Linked DNA regions of Sus scrofa: all the other regions are linked to region 2. A link is a contact called in public Hi-C and promoter capture Hi-C data. All regions are on one chromosome and are shown on one strand. Each heading gives the region's core, a stretch centred on a gene start, on an enhancer-like site or on the middle of the called end of the contact. The rest is flanking DNA. Distances are from core to core; before and after follow the strand shown. Region 1 holds the start of ONECUT1 (hepatocyte nuclear factor 6). Region 2 has its middle 370 kb from the start of ONECUT1. Region 3 has its middle 280 kb from the start of WDR72.

Evidence for each region. Promoter capture Hi-C pulls out the DNA fragments that hold promoters and counts their contacts. A called contact is a pair of places that touch in the nucleus more often than the background predicts.
Region 1: a contact with region 2 is called in a promoter capture Hi-C map of liver, with 11 times the contacts expected there. The contact joins the promoter of ONECUT1 here to the enhancer-like site in region 2. A contact is called at or near these places in 2 of 5 promoter capture datasets (fetal liver and liver) and 7 of 47 Hi-C or Micro-C datasets (embryonic fibroblasts, epiblast stem cells, fetal liver and 2 more).
Region 3: a Hi-C map of liver shows a contact between it and region 2, with 2.1 times the contacts expected there. The contact joins two enhancer-like sites. A contact is called at or near these places in 4 of 47 Hi-C or Micro-C datasets (liver and skeletal muscle).

The regions. Positions count from the first base shown.
Region 1 is chr1:118,911,746-118,914,893 of Sscrofa11.1, forward strand. It overlaps ONECUT1 (hepatocyte nuclear factor 6), which reads left to right and starts at 1,655. Exons shown (of 2, transcript XM_001928991.5): 1 at 1,655-3,148. The coding sequence starts at 2,150.
Region 2 is chr1:118,540,330-118,543,426 of Sscrofa11.1, forward strand. No RefSeq gene overlaps it. Among named protein-coding and RNA genes, the nearest start is that of ONECUT1, 370 kb to the right of the region's middle. Within about 2 kb of position 1,357, at least 4 of the 83 cell types and tissues checked have an H3K27ac peak or open chromatin away from gene starts, as enhancers often do. A contact at or near this core is called in fetal liver and liver, where this site is marked.
Region 3 is chr1:118,228,642-118,231,567 of Sscrofa11.1, forward strand. No RefSeq gene overlaps it. Among named protein-coding and RNA genes, the nearest start is that of WDR72, 280 kb to the left of the region's middle. Within about 2 kb of position 1,455, at least 5 of the 83 cell types and tissues checked have an H3K27ac peak or open chromatin away from gene starts, as enhancers often do. A contact at or near this core is called in liver, where this site is marked.

The sequences.
Region 1 (3,148 bases), core at 405-2,904, 370 kb after region 2:
GGTGATGAAATCAACCTGGTTAACCACTCTCAGATCATGACTACTTTCAAAGAATTTGGGTAGAGTGAACCCACCAGCCTTGACCTGCTTTGATCATGGTGTTGCTGAGGTTGTGGCAGGGACATGGGCAAAGAGATTGGCCTGCTCATGACTTAGCTGGTGGGAAGTTCCCCCAAGGGTTGGCTGGCCCAAGCTTTTGTTTAATGGACTCAGCTACCACTATCACTACCATCCCACCACCCTGACTTCTCCTAGGATCTGGGAACATTTCCAGCAAAAACACCTTGTGGGCTCCAACCCTGTGCCCCAGGAAAAGAACCTAAGCTCTGAGTTTGGTGCAGTGTAGGCCACACATACTTTGCTCCATATCTGAGCCCAGATACCCAGGCTCTGAGAAGCTGTCCCCCATTGTGACCACCGCTCGCCTGGGGCTGAGGCTTGGCGCTGACCCGGTTGTAACTGCCAAGGGCCGGACAATGAGCACATCTGTCCTTTCTCTGAGGGATGAAAGCACCTAAGCGGACACGCTCTGCCTTTTGTTACGGATTTTTTTTTCTCTTTCTTTTGTAAATGAAAGAAAGCCGGCGGCATGTGGCCACCGGGTGTACGTCCCACGCTGGGGGCCTCCCCACGCGTACCCAACAGGCCTAAGGACCAGGTTCGATTCCGGATTGGTGCTTGATTGTGGGAAGCGAACAATTACGCCCAAAGCTGAATTGATTTTCAAATCTGGAGGCTTCTCACAGGGACGCCGGGAAGAGGGCGTCCCTACGGGCCAAGCAGAGACCGGCGCGCCTAGTCCACCCTGCCGGCGTCAGTTCTTCCCACAAGCAGCGGCCTCTGGGTGCTTTAGCAGTAGGGCCATGAAGAAACCGTAGGAACAGCTCGAGTCTCGGCAGCACCATCAGATACCACGAGTTAATATGGGAACCCACCAGGGCACTCATAAAACACACACGCACACGCACACACACACACACACTCATGCACGAAGCGGCGCGCCACTTTAATTATCAGCTAAGCCCGGGAAGGATCCAGGCGGTGGAGGACTGCGAGGTATGGCCGGTGCCGGGTCTCTTGGCACTAAGTGCTCCTCTTCGCGGAGCTTGGAAGGGTAGGCAGAGAATTACTAGGGATGGATGACAGAGGTTGTCCGGTCAACAGTGGCAAGATTGACCAAGGCCTTTGAGATATTTGCTCCCCTCCCCCCGCAAAAGGCCAAACATCTGAAGATGGGGAGAGCGTGGACTCCTAGAAGCCCTCCCATGAAATAGGCCAGGGTGCAAAGAGTGATGACACAAGCTGAGGCTCCCCAGGCAACCCCAACCGGGAGACAGCGACTGGTAAGAGGGGCGATGGCTCTCTAGGCATAGTGCGCCACCAGGGATGCTAGCCCAGCAAGTGCGGGCGGGGGCTGGGAGGAGAGCCCACACAGGCGAGGGATCCTAGAGTAATCCAAGTTTCCCGGGGTTGCGGTGGCAGTCCCAGGTCGCGCTCTACGTTAGGCACTCGCACGTGCGCGTCGCTCCCTCCGCCCCCGGCTGGGCACCTCTGGTAAGGCCCCCCCCCCGCCCAACTTCATTTGTTAGGGGACGTCACCGGTTGTTGGCTCTGGGACTGAGGGGGCGGGGCCGATCCGTGCGCCTGCGCGCTGCGCCCAGCTGGCGGGAGGGCGGGCCGCGGCGGCTGTGGCGGCGGCGGCGGCGGCGGCGGCGGAACAGCGGCCACAGAGTCTGCAACAGTAACCGAGCCATGGCTGGAGCTGGCCAGCGGTGCGGGCAGGCAGCAGCCGCGGAAGGCGCGCGGGCTGCGTCAGGGGAGCCGGGGGCTTCACAATTCTAAGAAGGAGAGGGGTGAGAGGGGGCCGGGGCGGGTGGGCTGGGGGCACTGAGCTCGCCCAACTGCGCGGATCCTTTTTGGAAATTAATATTTTTTTAAAAAAATAAAAAAAACCGCGGAGGACGCAGAGGGGAAGGTGGGGGCAAGAGGGACGGCGAGACTCACTGAGAGGGAAACAGCCCCACAGTGAGAGGAAAGAAGGAAGGCAACAGTCGCTAGCAGCCGATGTGAAGACCGGACTGCGTGCCCCTTCGCCGCCTCTGCCCGGCCTCATCGATGTTGTGTCCGCAGCCCGCTCGCCGGGATCACGATGAACGCGCAGCTGACCATGGAGGCGATCGGGGAGCTGCACGGGGTGAGCCATGAGCCGGTGCCTGCCCCAGCCGACTTGCTGGGCGGTAGCCCCCACGCGCGAAGCTCTGTGGCGCACCGTGGCAGCCACCTGCCCCCCGCGCACCCACGCTCCATGGGCATGGCGTCCTTGCTGGACGGCGGCGGCGGCAGCGGCGATTACCACCACCACCATCGGGCCCCCGAGCACAGCCTGGCCGGCCCCCTGCACCCCACCATGACCATGGCCTGCGAGACTCCCCCAGGTATGAGCATGCCCACCACCTACACCACCTTAACCCCTCTGCAGCCGCTGCCGCCCATCTCCACCGTCTCGGACAAGTTCCCCCACCATCACCACCATCACCATCATCACCACCACCCGCACCACCACCAGCGCCTGGCAGGCAACGTGAGCGGTAGCTTCACGCTCATGCGGGACGAGCGCGGGCTGGCCTCCATGAATAACCTCTATACCCCCTACCACAAGGACGTGGCCGGCATGGGTCAGAGCCTCTCGCCCCTCTCTGGGTCTGGTCTGGGTGGCATCCACAACTCCCAGCAAGGGCTCCCGCACTATGCCCACCCAGGCGCCGCCATGCCCACCGACAAGATGCTCACCCCCAACGGCTTCGAAGCCCACCACCCGGCCATGCTCGGCCGTCACGGGGAGCAGCACCTCACGCCCACCTCGGCCGGCATGGTTCCCATCAACGGCCTTCCTCCACACCACCCCCACGCCCACCTGAACGCCCAGGGCCACGGGCAACTCTTGGGCACCGCCCGGGAGCCCAACCCTTCGGTAACCGGTGCGCAGGTCAGCAATGGAAGTAATTCAGGGCAAATGGAAGAGATCAATACCAAAGAGGTGGCGCAGCGTATCACCACCGAGCTCAAGCGCTACAGCATCCCACAGGCCATCTTCGCGCAGAGGGTGCTCTGCCGCTCCCAAGGGACCCTCTCAGACCTGCTGCGCAAC
Region 2 (3,097 bases), core at 107-2,606:
GGGTGCTGGGAGTGTTCAGATTACCTGTTTAGAACAGCTTTTAGGAGTTCCTGCTGTGCCGTAACAGTATCAGTGGTGTCTCTGTAGCGCTGTGATGCAGGATCCATCCCCGACTCAGCACAGTGGGTTAAGGATTTGGCATTGCCTCTGTGGCATAAATTGCAAATGGTCCACGAGAGATGGTCAAATATGAAGAAAAAAAAAAGAAGAAGAAAAGATTTTGATCTAAGACCTTGTCAGCCAGACAAGTTCAGAGAAGGTAAGGTTTTCAGGGAAAAGGATAAGTTTGGGCACAACTACAGAGGCATAAGAGACCAAGGAAAAAATTGAGAAAGGGAGATTGACTTTTATTATTATTAATAATAAATGAATAACTATTACCATTATTATCACTAGAAAGACAAATTATCACCCTTAAATAGGTGAGTGGTTGTTTTCCAAAAGTCCAAACTGGTCATATTATTGAGGCATTGGGCATTCCCCCATCTCTGCTCTTACAGTGGCCTGCATCCTCAGCCCCACTACGTACAACCCCTGGGTGAGTTCTCTATTACTCCCATGTGGCAAGGTATACAGGCCCCTCTCCTTCAATAGCTTGCATCAGAGGAGCTTTGACAAACAAAACCAAGTCTTTCTGAGACAGCTTTATAAATCAGAACCTACAGATGAGCTGGCCTCAAAGAAAAATGACTCAGGGGTTGCCAACCTAGAGAAGCTGACCATGATGGAGGACTAATTGTCCATCAGTGATCAGGCAACCAGCCAATGGGGATGAAAGAGAAGATGAGTGCACCACCATTGGGATCAATGTGGCTGCTGATCAATGTGGGCAGAAAGCAATGGCCAGAATGGGGAGCAAGTTGCTCAGTTTGGAAAACTAACCTGCCTTTGAAGAGTGACTAACATCAAATGGAATTCATGCTGCTTATAAAGATGCCACAGAGTTACTCAAATTGACATTTCGCTGGATGCAGCCAGTAGATCTAGACCTGACCCCCAAAACAAACACATTCTGTTCTTCTGACCAATTTGCATCTTTCAAGAATTCTGTAAAGTGTTATATTGACTTGGTTAGCAAAGTTTAAAGTAAAAATATTCAATATTGAGGTCAAAAACAGACTTTATAACTGAACCTAACAGAGAATGTCTCATCAAATCTCTTCCTTTTATAGAGGAAAAAACCTGAAGCTCAGAGAAGTGAAGTGAGTTGCCCAGAATCACAAAGCTCACAGGCAGCAAAGTGAGAAATAACACTGGAACCTTTGGTTTCTAAGTCCAATGACCTTTCTCTCACTCCTAGGCAGCGTCCTTTGATCTTAAACCACAAGTTTAAAGAGGCATTCATACTTTGGCAGGGCAGACAACTTTGCCCAGCAGGAAGAAGTCCAGAGTGGGGCCTTCCCACACAGACAAAGCCAGGGCCAGCAAAATCCCAGAGCACAAGTAGGCACAGGATAAACAACAGACCATGGCCTCACTACAGCCAACTCACACCACTGAAAAGTGAGCATGCTTCATTTTAATTTCAACATCATTCTCCACAGCAGTTTTGTCCTACGTACACAAAGAAAGTCACCCTAAGCTGCTCGATCTGAAACTGCTGTGGCAAGTGCGAGTTCACCCTCAGACAGCAGGCACAGAGAGCGGTCACTTTGTGGGCTGCTGCCCCAGCTTTGTGTTCATATTTGGACAGGAATACATGCAGCTGGTATTTGAGCAGCCACTTCCTCCTGCCGTGTCCTGTGCTGACGCCTAGGGGGCGCTCTCGATGTGCTCCGCAGCCCAGGAGCATCATAACAGCCCAAAGTAACAACCAAAAAGACACAGCAGGGGTTTTTCCCCTTTTTAATTTACTCCGACGTGTTAAGGAACAGTAAAGACACAATTCCAATCTCAAAGAGGGTTTAAAAAACCTGCCTTGCTTACTGAGGCAGTGAAATATTTAAAATATATTTATTAATTGGATTATTTCCTTTCTGCCTCTCCCTTTAATTTTTTTTCCTAATCTGCCCTAAAAGTCAAAGTATGTTTCTATCCATTTTTATGGCATATGGCAAGCTTTAATGATAACAGAGTAAAGTCGTCTCCTGATTAAAATGGCTAGCTGAAACGACCTGCTTTTATTCCTGCTACTACTTGCCCTGTAACATAATGACCAGCTTTAAATCCATCAAAGTGGAGTACACAGTGCGATTGCAAAGGTTCAGACATGGAAATCCAGTAAATTTTATCTGCTATTCGGCCAAAGGATGCTCTCAAGTAGAGCTCCAGCCTGCTGAGTTTAAAAGATCAATTCCTCAATTCCTAATCATTCATCCCAGCCAGGGATCTGCATCTACCTCTTTCTCCAATTCATTCCCAAAATGTTCTCCTGAGGCATGGGCAGAGTATGCACAGGTTTCGAGAAGTTTAAGTGAAGAACTTAGAAATGCTTAGGATTCCTATTACCATGTGTAAGAAGAAAAAAGTCACAAGTTAAAAACAAGGCAAAAGGCAGCCCAAATAATTGAAATTAACAGATATTATTGAGTGACTTCAAAGTAGCTAGGCAGGATTAATAAGTGATCATTATGGCTAATATTAAAATGTATGTGTGTGTACATGTATGTACTCATATACAAATACATTATATCCTTTCACATCCAGAGAGTCAGGTTTTGTTACATGTATGTTTGCATATGTGAACAATTCTAGAGAAGATTATCTTGCACACAAAGCAAACAACCCTGCCCCCATTGTGAAAGAAGCAGATCCCCTGAGATTAGGGAAGAAGGAATTGCTTATGGTCAGCATAGGCCGGGAGAACAATGGAGACCTCCGCTAAAAGCATAGCAGCAGCAGCAGCCGGCTAGGATGGGTGGGGGACTGACCACATGGCCATTGCAAACTAGATGGCATTGTCAGTGTCACCACAAGTGACTAAAAAGGGCTCAAATTTGCAATTGTTATGATTAGCAGGTGGTTTAAGAGATATGAGGCCCACAAAGTGACTCAGACTGTGGGTCGGGGGGTGGACACCAGAATGCATTTTACTTTTTCCTATAGCACAAAATAAAGAGGCTTAGAAGCAGTTTCCTACTTGAATATATGAAAGATT
Region 3 (2,926 bases), core at 205-2,704, 310 kb before region 2:
ATTTTGTTTTCAGGGAAACAAAGTCTCTCAGAGACCACATTCAAACTTTCCCTTCATTTAATTGTACCTTTTCCAAGGACAGAGATAAGATTTTTTTTCCCCTTCTGATTCTCAAGCAGGTCAACCTGGGTCTACAAAGACCAAATATTTATGGACATATGTGAATATGCAGTTCCCTAATGACAAATGTGTGATAATATGTCAGAATGAAAGATTTTTGAGACAGTAATGTTGACTGTCTGAGTTGGGCATTTACTTAAGCTGTGTTGCTGGGAAGCGAGTACCTGGCCTTCAATCAAATAAAGCATTCTCTAATGAATGAGTTCACATTCTGAAGTATAACCTCCAAGATCAGGACATTCAGGTACAAATGAATCATCCTTTGTAGAAAGAGTTGGCGATTTTTACACAAGCCTGAGAATACTTTATTCCAAGTATATGCCTCATGTGGATCATACTTGGCTGGTTTAGATTAACAAAGAACCATCAAATAATGAATTGAAATTTGACAGGAAAATGTTTTTAAGATCTGCACACCACAATATGTGATTCTACTTATATAAATTATAAAGATATAAAAATATATTTTATCTTATTAGAATACAAGATATTGGTTACCGTGGGGGTGGAGACCAGAAAGCGCCTGATGGACAGATTCTAGAGTGCCAGTAAGGTCTTGTTTCTTAATCTCTATAATATTTACATAAGTGTCCAGTTTGTGAAAAGTCACTGAGCTTTATAGTTATGGCATGTACACATGTATGTGACAAAAATTTTTATTTTCAACTTTCATATATATTTAATAAAAATTATACACATATATTAAAGTGTGCATATGTCTTGGTAGATTTTTTTTGGCCACACCCACAGCATGTGGAAGTTTGTAGGCCAGGGACTGCACCTGTGTCACAGCAGTAACCCAAGCTCGTACAGGGACAATGCTGGATCCTCAATCTGCTGTACCACGAGGGAACTCCTGTCTTGGTACCTTTTAATTCTGTTTAAAGAAATATTTATTTTCTTTAAGTTCAATGGATCTTTTGAGTAAACATACTTTTATTCTCCTTGAAGTTGACATATGAACACTTAATACACTTTTTTTTGAAGGAATTGTTATATCTAGCTTAATTTTTGTGTAACTGTTCATAAAAGTGAAAACTTATTCTCACAGCATCACCAAGCTCTAAGCTCCCTGAGGTAGGAGACATGTCCTGTTTATATCCTTAGAGTCTGCTATATGGTAGGTAATCAGTAATTACTGAATCAAATACAAAAGATCAGGCAGAACAGGATACCTGATATTCTCTAACCCTGACCTCTAGTCCCTTCAGTCTCTTTCCACTTGATAGTTCATAACATTGAGTACTAAAGGAAGTTAAAGCATAACTACTTCTGCTGTGGCCAGTTACATGATATGCAGGAACCCAACCTCAAATCAGGAGATATTGCACAAGGGCCAGGAAGTAGTCAAGGACAAGAACTGAGTAACTTCATCAGCCTTTGGTAAACAGGAGCTAGCACAATGGCCACGCAAAACAGGACAAGCTCAAAGTGCAGTGTCATGGCCAGATGTCTCCTTTCACTGGAATGTACACAGGTGCCCCTTAGGGACCTGCCTTGCAGGAATGTTTACAATGAATATTTACCAAATGGTTTATGGCATATATGCTTTGCCTTTTTTTACTCTCATAATAATTTCATGATATAGGTAATGTTATCCCTGTTTTATAGACAAGGAAATTGAAGTTTAGCAAAGTTAAGCAATTCACTCTTACCACGTAAATGACCACAGAAATGTAACTCAAACCTAAGTCTGGCTGACACTAGATCCCATGAACTGATGATATCACACATTTAAAAAGAAAAAAAAAAAAAAAAAAAACTCTGAAAACTCAGAATTATTCCTTTTTTTTTTTTTTTTTTTTTTTTGTCTTGTTTTTTTTAGGGCCACACCCTCAGCATATGGAGTTCCCAGACTAGGGGCCTGATTGGAGCTGTAGCTGCTGGCCTACACCACAGCCACAGCAACACTGGATCCAAGCCACATCTGTGACCTACACGACAGCTCATGGCAACGCTGGATCCTTAAGCCACTGAGCAAGGCAAGGGATCCAACCCGCATCCTCATGGATGCTAGTCGTATTCATTAACCTCTGAGCCATGACAGGAGCGCCACAACTCATAATTATTCTGATTAAGCCCATAAATTTAAAAAAATGTATATTTGGAGAGATATTGGAGTCTTCTTTATTATTTTTTATTTTCTGGATGATTTTTTAATTGCAAAAAAAGTTAAATAGAGATTGTCTCTGCTTTCTTTTCAAGGATAATTAATGTTGATTCAGATCCTTTGCTGCATGTATCTTATTTTATCCCTCACAACAACTCTGGAAAGAAGGTACTTTCATTATCTCTATTGAATAATAACCTGACTGAGGAGTTCCAAGGTTAAGTAACTTTCTTGGGGCCACTCAGCCAATGAGTAGCTCTTCTAGGTTTGGGAACTAAGTCTCTCCCACTCCACAGTCCAGGATGCCAAATAGCTTTCCTCTCTAGGGCTAACCATGGTCTAGCTGCCTGGAGTTCTGTGCTGAAATGCACTGCGAGGCCACTGCAGACCTCCAAAGGAAAGAAGGCTGGTATATACTAGTCAGGCCCGCCCCTTCTTTGTTATCCCTGTGATCTACTCTTTCCATAACTCACTTTTTTATGCCTCTGGAGCTCTACCAGTATTTAATTATCATAGGCCTTGTTATGATTCTCAACTTGCAAGGCATAGACATAAGATCACACCCTACTGAGTCATTTTTATATCTGCATGCTCCAAAGAAACTGCAACCATTCTATAAGCAAGTAGCAGACACAGAGGTTTGTCATGTTTCTATTTAGACTATAACTGTATGTAAGAAGATTTTAAATCACTAAA